Regions from separate parts of the Sus scrofa genome. Here region 1 is linked to region 2. A link is a contact called in public Hi-C data. All regions are on one chromosome and are shown on one strand. Each heading gives the region's core, a stretch centred on a gene start, on an enhancer-like site or on the middle of the called end of the contact. The rest is flanking DNA. Distances are from core to core; before and after follow the strand shown.

What was found. A called contact is a pair of places that touch in the nucleus more often than the background predicts.
Region 1: a contact with region 2 is called in a Hi-C map of liver, with 4 times the contacts expected there. The contact joins the promoter of TMEM231 here to the promoter of ADAT1 in region 2. A contact is called at or near these places in 1 of 5 promoter capture datasets (liver), 8 of 47 Hi-C or Micro-C datasets (alveolar macrophages, embryonic fibroblasts, fetal heart ventricle and 4 more) and 2 of 2 datasets of contacts at active chromatin or transcription factors (alveolar macrophages and skeletal muscle).

Annotation. Positions count from the first base shown.
Region 1 is chr6:12,139,030-12,145,887 of Sscrofa11.1, reverse strand. TMEM231 (transmembrane protein 231) reads right to left here and starts at 5,571. Exons shown (of 6, transcript XM_005664337.3): 1 at 4,701-5,571. The coding sequence starts at 5,201.
Region 2 is chr6:12,073,142-12,079,658 of Sscrofa11.1, reverse strand. It overlaps ADAT1 (tRNA-specific adenosine deaminase 1), which reads right to left and starts at 3,296. Exons shown (of 10, transcript XM_021093768.1): 1 at 3,243-3,296; 2 at 22-212. The coding sequence starts at 190. It overlaps KARS (lysine--tRNA ligase), which reads right to left. Exons shown (of 14, transcript XM_003126856.3): 14 at 5,910-6,188. The coding sequence ends at 6,090.

The sequences.
Region 1 (6,858 bases), core at 4,322-6,821, 64 kb before region 2:
TTATATAAAGCTTTTGTTTTTTATACTTGTCAGTTTCTCTTGGAGGTAATTCCACATCAATATATATAAATCCATCTTCAGTTTAAAAAAAAAAAAAAAGCTCTGTGGGGAGTTGTGGCTCAGTGGTTGACGAATCTAACTAGGAACCATGAGGTTGCGGGTTTGATCCCTGGCCTTGCTCAGTGGGTTAAGGATCCAGCATTGCCGTGAGCTGTGGTGTAGGTCGAAGACACGGCTCGGATCCTGCATTGCTGTGGCTCTGGTGTAGGCCGGCAGCTACATCTTGGATTTGACCCCTAGCCTGGGAACCTCCATATGCCACAGGTGCGGTCCTGAAAGGACAAAAGACAAAAAAAAAGCTACGTAACATTTCACTGGGTAGATGTACCACAACTTCTTTAATGAGTTCTCTATTGCTACATAGATTGTTGACTAACTTTTTTTTTTCTTTTTCAGCCACAGCCAAAGCATACACAAGTTCCCAGACCAGGCATGGAATCCCGGCGACCTACGCCACAGCTGAAGCAACCCTGGATCCTTAACCCATGACACCAGGCCAGGCTAGGGAGTCAAATAGGTGCCTCCACAGAGACAAGCCAGATCATGAACTCACTGCACCACACGGGACCTCCCATGTCTTTTGATGTTACAGACAGTGCTGCCATGAGCCATTTTTCAGGCATGTCATTTTACACATGTGCAAAAACCTTAGGATATTTACTAGAAGGAGAAGCAGGCACATGAATTGGAAATTTCGACAAATATGGAGAAATCATCCCTCAAAGAGGTGGTATGAATCTACACTCCCACCGGTGACAGACGGGAGTGTGCTTGCAGGCTTCCCTATATCTGGCCCACAGTCCTACCAAAATTCAGTTTTTGTCTGATAGATAAAAATGGATAGATAAAAATGGTATCTCAAACACAGTCTCTTTTTTTTGGCCACACCCACAGCATGCAGAAATTCCTGGGTCAGGGATCGAACCTGAGCCAGAACAGTGACAACACTGGCTCCTTAACTCACGAAGTGTGCCACAAGGGAACTACTCGATGTGTTTTTTTTTCTTTTGAGCCACACCTGCGGCATATGGACATTCCCAGGCTAGGGGTCAAATTGGAGCTGCTGGCCTATGTTACAGCCACAGCATCACCACATCTGAGCTGCATCTGCAACCCACACCACAGCTCATAGCAACACTGGATCCTTAACCCATTGAGCGAGGCCAGGGATCAAATACACGTCCTCATGGATACTTGTTGAGTTCTTTACTCACTGAGCCACAACAGGAACTCCTCTTATATCTTCTAACTCATTTATTTGTATCTCAAAGAGCTCAGCCAGGAAAAAAACAAATGATTTACTGAGAAAGACTGTTGATGACAATGTTATAAGTTACTATTGAAAAAGGCTTAGAATGGAGTGGGGAAAAAAGCTAAGAAAAAGGAGCTTTGGTTTTATGGTAGGGTTTTCTTTTTTTTTTTTTTTTTTTTTTGGTTTCTTCAGGGCTGTACTCGTGGGATATGGAGGTTCCCAGGCTAGGGGTCGGATCGGCCTACACCACAGCCACAGCAACGCCAGATCAGCAACGCCAACCTCATGGTTCCTAGTCAGATTTGTTTCCACTGAGCCACGACGGGAACTCCTGGTTTTATGTTTTAAAATGTAGAATTACCCAGTGTTAAAGAGCACTGATAGTTCTGGCCACCATAAAAACAGGAGGTAGTTTTGGCTTTATAAAATCGCAAGACACACACACACACCAGAAGCTGGGGGTTGGTGGGCAGTGATCCTGAGGGAGTGGTTTCTGTTTACCGAGATAAGAGGCTAACTAGCAGTACCGCTGGGAAGCCAACCGGTTGTGGAAGATGAACAGGTGAATAAAACTGAGAAATGAAATATTGCCTGCCTGCCTTATCAGTAAACAAAGGATGTCACAGAGATTGCAGTCACCTCTGAAGGGGAGCCCTGAGGGAACTCAGGAAGGAAGCTAAGAATACCTGCCTTCGAACAGCCATCAGGCTGCAGCCACACCGGATGGCGAGCCCTCAGGAGGTGAAAAGCCAGAGAGCTGAGGTGCCCAACAGAGGAATGGTTTCACTGAGCCCTGACTCTTCCATCTTCCCAATACAAAGAAATGTGCTAAATTTCTTGAGATATCTAGTTTTTTTTTGGGGGGGGGTGCTGTACTCCCATATGGAGGCTCCCAGGCTAGGGGTGAAATCGGAGCTGTAGCTGCTGGTCTACACCACAGCCACAGCCACACCAGAGCCGAGCTGTCTGTGACCTACACCACAGCTCATGGCAACAACGAATCCTTAACCCACTGATCGAGGCCAGGGATCAAACCTGGTCCACATGGATGCCAGTCAGATTCGTTTCCACTGAGCCATGACGGGAACGCCCTGGTTTTCTTTTATTAACAGTAATCTGTGTGCCCTTTGCTGCAAAACTCCTATGTATCCCAGCTCCCCTCCTTTCCTTAGAGTGGGTTTTCTCAGGGTTACCAGAGAAGCGGTCTCCTGGGCTTAAGTCCTCAGTTTTGTCTACTGAATATAAAACAGAACTCTCAACTTTTAGGTTGAGCAAATTTTTTTTTTTTGTCTTTTCTAGAGCCGCACCTGTGGCATATGGAGGTTCCCAGGCTAGGGGTCCAATGGGAGCTGTAGCTGCCGACCTATGCCAGAGCCACAGCAACGTGGGATCCGAGCCGCGTCTGCAACCTACACCACAGCTCACGGCCACGCCGGATCCTTAACCCACTAAGCAAGGCCAGGGATGGAACCCGAAACCTCACGGTTCCCAGTCAGATTCGTAAACCACTGAGCCACGATGGGAACTCCTCCTTACTGTGTTTTTTATTTGCTTGCGTAGTTTTCTGTGTACTTTTACAATTTCAACATACAGTTTCTATTCCAATTTCTCACAATGTGATGTTTAAAAGTAAAAGCAAATCAAATATCCACCAACAGGAAACTGGTTAAATCCATTACCACTTTCTGTATCGATTACTTTGCAGACCTTAAAAAGAAGTTTGATTAACAAATATTGATACATGGGAAGTTCCTATTGTGGCTCAGTGGTGATGAGCCTGATAGTATCCATGAGGATGTGGGTTTGATTCCTGGCCTCACTCAGTGGGTTAAAGATCCCGAGTTGCCATGAGCTGTGAGGTAGGTCACAGATGTGGCTGATGTGGCTTGGATCCTGCTCTGCTGTGCCACAGGCTGGCAGTTGAAGCTCCAATTCAACCCCCAGCCTGGGAACTTCCATATGTCCCAGGTGTGGTCCAAAAAAAAAAATGAGACATGCAATTCTAGACATACTGAGTCTACCCACATGGAATTAGGTCTAGCAGGGGAGAGATGAGAAATAAATGAATTATACACAAATACTGATATATGTGCCAAACTGGGTCTTTAATTTTATGTCATTATATATACCTGTAACTCTTTAATAATTTACAAGGAGAATTCATAATCATAAAAAAGGTAAGGAAAGTTAAATATTCATAAAAAATCTGAATCCTATTTTGCTTGTGGTTATTCATATGAACAGTCAGATTACTTTTTTTTTCATTTTATTAAGTTGCTGGGAAAAATCTTATTTTTTTTTTTTCAGCTACACCAATTTGGCTGTAGGCCAATCATCTCAGAGGTGTCTAAAGAGATCCAACTTTGAAAGAAGAAAATCCAGAATTTTCCTACTTTCAAAGGAAAATGTCTCCTGAAAATGAGCGTAAAGGGGTGGGTGACTATAAAGGAAGCATTCACTTACCTCGAATCAGACACTAGATTACAGGCAGTAAAAAACTTCGTTTTCACCCCCAGACGGCGGCAGGATGCAGCAGCATCTCAGGAGGCAAGCCCAGGGAGGCTGGACTGGGCCAGCAACAGTCTGGGGAGGTCACTTAACCAATCAGCGCCTCTGCTTCCACATGTCAGTCTGCCTAAAAATACCCGCCCTTTTTGTTGCTACTGCTTGCTGAAGCACAAGCCAGCTGCAAGAACGAGTAATTAAAGAGAGCATTAGACATTCGCGTCATGGCTCAGCGCTTAACAAGTCTGACTAGCATCCGTGAGGACGCAGGTTCAATTCCTGACCTCCCGCACAGGGTTACGGATCCGGGACCTGGCGTTGCCATGAGCTGTGGTGTAGGTCGCAGACGCGTCTCAGATGCCTCTTTGCTCTGGCCCTGGCTTGGGCTGGCGGCTACAGCTCTGATTAGACCCCTAACCTGGGAACCTCCATATGCTGCGGGTGCGGCCCTAAAAAAAAAAAAAAAACAGAAAAACCAAAAAAAAAAAAAAAAAAAAAAAGAGAGAGAGAACGTCAACTGGCTTTCACGACTCAGCAACTTTCGCGACCACGCTTCCATCAGGCCACGCCCACGGAAATGGGGGCCAGAGACAGGCTGTCCGCAGGCTATCAGTCTCTGTGTGGGACACACACCCTGACAGCAGTGACTAATTTTCTCGGGGGTGGTGGACGGCTTGGAGAATTCGAATATTACAAAATATTTACTCCCCAGGAAATTAAATATAAGCTTAGGCCAATGAGCCTGTACACACAACTTCTGTGGATTCGTAACTCCTTCAGACCCAAGCAGGGCCCCCAGGGACAAGGACCCGGACCGCCCAGCTTCCTCCCACGCATGCCCCTATCCCCATCTCCATCCATACACCCGCCCAGAACCACGCACCGAAACGAGCGGGACGCGCAGGTGATCCCCCTGCAGTCGGTTGAAGGCAGGGAACGTGCTCCAGGCCAGGAATCCGCCGTGCGCGTGCTCAGGTCCCAGCAAGGCCACGAGCAGCACTTGGTGCTGGAAGCGTACGGTCGGCTGCTCCTCGTAGCTACTCCGTTTCAGCCAAAACCCTGAGGTAAAGAGGGCAGGAGGCAGAGGGGAAGAGGTTAGGGAGGCCGGCGGGAGCACCGGGGAGAATCCTGTCGCGCACTGGCCTTCAGGCAGGCTCACCGTGGCTCCGGAAGGCCACCAGCAGCGGTGGGATGTACGTGAGGGCGGTGGCCAGCAGCAGGAACAGCGCGGCCTTGGAGCAGAGCCCCGCGCGGTAGCCGCGCTCCACCGGGTGAGAAAAGAGTTCGTGGAGCGCCATGAGCACAGGTCGGAGTCGGGCTGCGCGTCCCGGACCCCTCCGCGGTTCCAGAGACTCGACCAACTTTGGCTTCTCCTGGTTGCCATAGCCTTGGTCTCCACGGCAACCGCAGGCGCGGGGAAAGGAACCAATAGCAAGGAAGCTGGCTTTGGTGGGGGTGGGGCTAACGGGGGGCGGTACCCACTGGTGGATCGTAGTCCTAGCTTTAAGCGTTAGGCGCCCTTTCCTATAAGCTGAGCAGAAATGGAATGTTCCGTGCCCCCAAATCTTAGCATCGCCCTTGTTAACATTTGTGTCAAATTAGATTTTCATAAATATTAAAGTAAATACCTGCATAAGTGTCATCTGTTAATCCCCAATGTGGTTCACTGTACACTGAGTCCAGTAACGGCACACCTTACATTGGAGGAAAACAGTGTGGTCCTGGACCTGGTCACTCCTTTGTATCCAAATGTACCTTTTTTCTTTCTTTCTTTTCACTTTTATTTATTTATTTGTTTGTTTGTTTTTAGGGCCGCATCCGCAGGCATATGGAAGTTCCCGGGCTAGGGGTCAAATAAGAGCTGCAACTGCCGCCTACAGCACAGTTCCAGCAACACAGGTTCTGAGCTGCGTCTGTGACCTACACCACAGGCCATGGCAATGCCAGTTCCTTAACCCACTGAGCGAGGCTAGTGATCCAATCCACATCCTCATGGATGCTAGTCAGGTCCCTTACCACTGAGCCAGGGCAGGAACCCCTGTCTCCAAATTTTCTAATGCTTTCACTAGTCCATAGCAAGACAGACACCGAAACAGGTCACAAAGCACCCTGCTCTTCAAGGGATAAGGATAATTACTATATAGCTCTACTATACTATGTTATAGTTGAGCACAGGCTTGACGACCTGTTTTGGGGAAGCTCTGGCCCTCTGCAAAGTTAACCTTGGTGTGTCACTTCATTAAAAGCTCTCCCTAGTATTTCAAACAAGGCAGAAGGATCTTTTTTTTTTTAAGGGCCATACCCATGGCATATGGAGGTTCCCAGGTTAGGGGTCAAATTGGACCTACAGCTGCCAGCTTATGCCACAGGCATGGCAATGCAGGATCCAAGCCATGTCTGCAACTTACACCATAGGTCATGGCAACACCAGATCCCTAACCCACTGAGGGAGGCCAGGGATCAAATGGATCCTCATGGATACCAGTCTGATTCGTTTCCACTGGACCACAATGGGAACTCCCAGGATTTTTTTTTAACACGTTCAACAGCCAACTTCTTTATCAAAAGGACCCGAAGAATCAAATGTCAGTGCCAAGAGATAGTGTGAGGTTTGTTATCAGAATGGAGTCCAGCAGTAGACGCTCCTATTTCAAAACCAACCTAGAAGTGCTTTTGTCTTCTAGTTTCATTGGGATATAACTGACATACAGCACCATATAAGTTTAAGGTGTACAACATAATGATTTGACTTACATACATCATAAAATGATTACAATAAGTTTAGTGAACCCTTCACCTCATATAGAAAATTAAATAGAAAATATTTTTCCTTATAATAAGATCTCTTAGGATTTATTCTCTTTCTTTCATATGTAACCCAGTGCAGTGTTAATTATATTTATCATGTTGTACCTTATATCCCTAGTACTTATCTTGTAACTGCAAGTTTGTACCTTCTTTTCATCCAATCCCCTCTTCCCTCCACCCTGATTCTGGTAGCCACAAATCTGATCTCTTTTTTTAATGAGTTTGTTTATTTT
Region 2 (6,517 bases), core at 2,047-4,546:
TGCCGGGAGAAAAGGTCTCACCTTGCACGGGTCTGTCAGGGCAGTCGCAGACCTGGTCAGCTGCAGGTTGTATCTTCACCACGGCTGCGAGCAGCGTCCACTCGCGGTTGGGCTCAGGCTTCCCTTGCTTGGGCAGCCTGCTCCCATAGTGCTCGTAACACAGCCGTGCAATCTCATCCGCCGTCCACATGGTGTGAGCTAGTGTTGAGGCCCTGAGCAAAACCCAGAACCGTCAGGACAGAAAGAAGCAATGCAAGATGCTACAGTCCCCACACCAGTGCTTCAACAGGCATGCAGATGTAGCCCATCCACCATCATACTGAGGCTTCTCTTAGGAACTCAGTATACTGTTTTCTATTACCTCTCTGCCCCTTTTTCATCTTTAACGAAAAGATCGAAGAAACTACTCAAAAGGAAAGCATAGGAGGGAGAAGGCTCCTTGCTACTCCAATTTTCATTTGGAAACAGCATGGAAAAGGCTGCAGACCTCAACTTGCTTTGGATGGAACCTCACCAAAGTTTATCTTTCTGGGGAGAAAGAGCTTTTCCATCTTTTTTTTTTTTTTTTTCCAGAAAGTTTTTTTCTCTCCTTTCCCCCACAGCAGGTTGGTTCTTTAGCTCTCTCCAGTAACTCTCTACTGGTGCCCCCATCAGGAAAGCAACACTTTAATTTCTCTTACCTATTATGACATAAAGGGGAGAAGTGACAGAGCCTAGAGGCTTCTCACCAGTCAAGTGTTCTCAGAGTGAGGACTTTGGAACGACCCTTTCTGGATTCTAACCCTGTTTTTTTTTTCTACAAATTAACTGTGCAATATTGGGTAGATTACTTAACCTCCTCTGGGTCTGTTTCCTCATGTGCTAAAATAGAGACAGGAGTTTTTGCTGTGGCAGAGAGTAAGAACCTGATTGCAGCAGCTCGGGCTGATGTGGAGGTGCGAGTTTGATCCCCAGTCTGGCACAGTGGGTTAAAGGATCTGGAATTGCTGCAAATGTGCAGGTCAAAGCTTTGACTTGGATTCAATTCTTGGCCTGGGAACTTCCATATGAACAGGTGTGGACATTAAAAAAAAAGAAACAGAGGCAGTAGTATTTAACCCACTGGAGTTATCAAGGGGCTTAAAATTTATAAAAAGCAATTGGTCACAAAATTGTAAATCAACTATACTTTAATAAAAATTTTTAAAAAAGCAATTACAGAGTTCCCATTGTGGCTCAGTGGTAGGGAACCCAACTAGTATCCATGAGGACAAGGGTTCGATCCGGGCCCTGCTCAGTAGTTTAAGGATCGGGCGTTGCCGTGAGCTGTGGTGTAGGTCACAGATGTGTCTCAGATCTGGTGTTGCTGTGGCTGTGGTGTAGGCTGGCAGCTGCAGTTCCGATTTGACCCCTAGCTTGGGAAATTCCATATGCCTTGGCTGTGGCCCTAAGAATACAAACAAACAACAAACAAAAAGAGCAACTGGTACAATGTTGAGCATAATTAATAGCAACTGAGATTTTATTTTTATTTTTGGCTACACCCACAGCATGTAAAGTTCCTGGGCCAGGGGTGGAAGCCGTGCCACAGCAGCGACCCAAGCTGCTGCAATGACAACACCAGATCCTTAACCCCCTCTGCCACAAGGGAACTCTTCAACTGAGATTAATCTTACAAAAAAGAACATTTGATTTTCCTGACTGCTTTGCCTTGAGCTCCTTGAAAGGCAGGGAAAAAGTAATGGACACATAAAACCAGAAAGCAGAGCTGACCTAAAAGAGGTCTAGAATAGTTCGATAGAAACTTTCCCACTCTTGACTCTACTGATGCTCATTCAATGACTTCATTTGGATTCAAATATATGAAAAGATTCTTAGGAGAAAATGAGATCAGATGGCAATGGACAAAGTTAAGTGTTTAAAAAAAAAAAAAAGGCTCTGTTGAGCCATAGTGTATATAGCAGACAAATGATTTATCTACAAGGAGCCCCTTGCTCCTATCCTGTTAAACTAATTAAACAAGGAGGCCATCAGACTGAAGAGACTCTAATGCTGTGGTGGTCTATCTAAGCAAACCAAGATCTAAACAATTTCTTTTCTTGCTTCTGCACTTATGCTACATCAGTTTCTACCTTGGCTCCTGTCTGCAGAGGGCTCCTAACTACTTCCACTTAGCTTGTGCCTGATTGGAAAGGATTTTTGCTCAAATAAACTCATAAAAGTTCTAAAATGCCTCAGTTTATAATTTACCAGTTCGGATGTGCAGGCCTGTTATTTCAATAAATGGTCATGGTAAATCAGACCACAGTGATTTAAAACAAGAATCCGGAAGGCACTGACATAAATTACGACTTTAAAGTCAGAGAACCAGCCTAAGTCTTGTATCTCTCTGAGCAAAAGAAAAGCATGGGCGAGCCCAGAATCCTCCATTTAGAAGGGATTTCTCTCTCATTTCAGGGGCAGAGGGGACATACAAGGCAGTATACTTTATGAAGGCAGATACTCTGGCACCAAACTGAAATTAAACCAGAGGCACGCATCACAAATCATAACAGCCAAAGACAACTTGCTAGAAGAAACGCTGACTCCCTACGATACAGCGGCTCAAAACTGTATCACCACCTTATTCAGAGTTGAGTCTGGAGGAGCGTGCCCAGTAGCGGAAATGAATAAATGTTTTGCTGTACTGCGTCCACTATTCTCTCCTAGAACTTGAATAATTTCTTCATATGAAACAACAGTTTAGTTAGACATGCACTTCTTTGCCCACAAGGCGGCATGTTTTAACAGCGGCAAAAAGTTTAAAAACCCACTTCCTTTTGAAAGAAAATTCAAGTCCGGAAGGCTGTCTGGGGAAAAGGCTTTAGCGAGGTTGGAAGGGACGCCTATTTTCCTTAGCCTCCCCTCCTCAACACCCTCCAGAGGCCCATTCGGCCAGGTATGGGTAACTCCAGGCCCGCGCAGCAGGGACAACGTGCACGCCTGCCCGCTGGAGTTATGCGGTATGCAACCCCCGGGTCACGCGCCCCGCGCTCGTCCGCAGCAGTCGCTGTCGGCGCAGGGATGTCAGCATGAAAGGAGCCGCATTTTCCCACCAGACACGCCGCTGGGTGCGGGGGAAGGTCCGCAACATCCACTTCCCACACAAAAAGGGGTCGAGAAAGTCAGACCTACAGCATCTTCCCCGGGAGCCCCAGGGCCCTCCCTATCCTGTGCGCCCTCGGCCCCACGACCGCAACCGCTCACGGACACCGCCCTCCCACCTCCTCGACACGCGCTCTCGAAGGGAGGAAGAAGACCGCGCGGCGCAGCGGACGTGACGTCACAATGAGGTGGCCCTCCCAAGCCTGTTCCCTGGAGGCACGCAGTGCACGCTGGCCCTTGTAGTCCTCCAGGGGCCGGAGCCAGGGGGCTGCAGGGTGGATCCTTAGAGTCCGTCGATTTGCGTTGCTCTGCGTAGATACAGATGTAATGGGCTCAGGGAGGCTGATTCCCCGGTAAGATAGATTCGTACGGTAGAATGAGGTTGTATGTTGGAACACTAGTTTGAATTTTTGTCTAAAACAGGTCTGTCCAGTAGAAATATAATTCGAGCCAGATATGTAATTTAAAATGTTCTAGGCGCTATATTTTAAAAAGTCAAAAGAAAAGGTGAAATTAATTTTAACCATATATTTTAACCCAGGTTATCCAACATATTTCAACGAGTAATCAATATTTAATAAAAATGTTCACTTATTTTACATTTTTTTACACTAACTTAAGAAAACTGGTGTGTATTTTATATCTCAGTTCTGACCAGCCACATTTCAAATGCTCAATAGCTACGTATGGCCGTTGGGTACTGTAGTGGACAGTGCTAGTCTAAAACCTTCGGTTTGCCAAAAATAGGTAGTATAGCTGTTTGGACATTTCAGAAGTCTGTATCATTCAGCAGTTTTTTTTGTTGTTGTTGTTTTTGTTTTTAACTCAGTTCCTAATGATGAGAGAGTTCTCTCAAATGCTAGAGGAGTGCAACTTAATTGACCCCATCCTTCTCCCTAGATCACAGGAAAAGGGCCACAGGCTTCCTCCAAGGATAAGGACCTTGCTCTTCCTCTCTCTCCTACAAGTCTAGAACTTGGGACCATACTTGTTTTTGTTCACCCCCATACAGCAGTTAGCAAATTGTGAGCCTTCAGCTGTTTAAGGGGGTATTTGTCATTTTTCTTGCCAAATGCCACAGATGTCTACAGCTGCTTCATTTCTTCTCTATCTCTGGCATTCTTGAGGCCAGACAGCTGGCTCTGCTCTAGTCTACTACTAAACAGCTTTTTTTTTTTTTTGTCTTTTTAGGATTGCACCCTTGGCATATGGAAATTTCCCAGTCTAGGGGTCAAATTGGAGCTGTAGCCACCGGCCTACGCCAAAGCCACGGCAACACAGGATCTGAGCCACTCGGTGAACTACACCACGGCTCATGGCAATGCCAGATCCTTAACCACTGAGCGAGGCCAGGGATGGAACCCACGTCCTCATGGATACTAGTTGCACTCTTTAACTGATGAGCCACGACGGGAACTCCCTAAACAGCTCCTCATTAATCCTTGTTGCCTTTCCAGTGGTCCACATTGATGGTACAGTGTTGCCAGAAGTCCAGTCCCTTATCTTGACCCCACACCCCTCCTTTGGTGAGATGATTGTTTTTTTTTTTTAGTTAACAGCACCTCGCTGAAGGATGTGCCATAGAAGTGTTTCTTCTGAGATACCACCTCGTCATGTAACCACCACTACCAAGTGCTTCTGGAGTCTGTGCTTTAACACCAGCAAAGATTGAGATGCTCAGCATGCTCTGAAGTTGTTCCCTGTTAGTAGTTTGGTGTGCTTAGATCATTTTACCAACCGCAGAAGTAGACACCTGCTCTGTGAAAGTACACAAAGATGCTCCCAGAGGTTTTGCTGAGATGCCAAAGACAAGTCTTTTGTTGTCAGACTCATTGGGGAAGAGTTACCCCAGCTGCCTCCCTGTGTTACGGGCTCTGTTTTACCAGCAGGCCCTAGTCACATGCTTAGGGCAGCTGAACTGAGCAGAAAGTGAAAACCTTCCCCACTCTTCCCCACCCACTGTCTAACAGGCATATCACAAAACCATTCACTTTTCTCAAACCTGCACTGTTTTTCCATTTCAAGTCAGTGACGACTCTACTTTCTAGTTGGTCAGGCCCCAAACCGTGAAATCATTTTGATTCCTTTTCCTAAAACCCACATTCCAGCAGCATTCTGCTGACCTCAAGAAGACAAAGTCCACCGATGCATAAGCATCTCCATCACTTACCGCTACCTCCCAAGGCTAATCCATCATCTCACCTCAGCCCACAGCTGCATGTCTCCCTTTGTCTTGCCTTCCACATGCTAACTAGGACAGTAGTGCTCAAAACCCTCCGATGGCTTCGCCTCTCACCCCTAAATCTGGCACCTCACTGATCTTATTCCTCTTTGGCCATACCAGACCCCTTTGCTGTTCCCCAAAAGTGCAGCCCTTTAGTCTGGATCATGCTGTGCCACTTAGATCTTTCCGGTCTCCGCTAGAAGAGGTCTTCCGTGATCGCGTAAGGAGCACTGCCCCCATCCACCTCTTTATAAAATAGCGCCTGTCCCCTCTCCCTGCCTTATTTTTCTTCTTAGTATGCATCACTACCAGAAATAAGGATTTACTTGTTTCTTGTTTAGTAGCTTTTCACACCCAGCCCCTACCCCTAAAGAAAATATAAATTCCATGAAAGCAGGAACTTGGCTTTTGTTCCCTGCTGTGCCTCCCAGCTCCTTAGAATAATGGCTGGACATTATATAAATCTGGTGAATGAATAAAGTGCTATAATCCTAAACCTTCATTAGCCAGCTGTCCTGGCAATAAGGTGACATTCCAAAGGTAAAGAGTGATGAGACAGGGGTAGAGACAAATGGTTTATTTGGTAACAAGGAGTAAAAAGGAATTCTTAATTCCTCTTCCCTCTTCTGGTGGCTGAAGTGGACCATGACAGCCAAACAGCCACACACGGGAAATCCCTTGAGGTCCTTGGGCAGAGACGCAGCGACGATGCCCATGTCGTGTGACGTGCCATCACTGTTTTCTAGACAGACGTGCCAGGTGCTGTGTTCTCCGCCGTGTCAGTGGCGGTTACATTCTCCTTCTTGTCTTCAGGTTTCATGGCGGGAAACAGAAGCACTTCCTACAGGAGAATGCATTCTGATAAGCAGCAGCCCTTTCCTCCAGCTATCTACCCATTCCTTTTATCCCTGGTTACTGTTGGCACCAAAATCCAGAGATCTGTGTTCTTTCAATTCGGTCCCTCTCAGTTACAGTGGATGGAAGAGCAGAAAGGCATGCACTGCCCAGGGCATGACGTCAAAGAAAGAATAAACAGAGAGCTTCCCTTCAATTATGATTTACTTCCTCATCTATAAAGCTGGGATAGCAACAGTTTCTGCATGTCACAGGCTGACTTAAGTGAGATATGCATGTCAACGGCTCAGGGTGTTCCTTGAAGCCTCAAGAAGT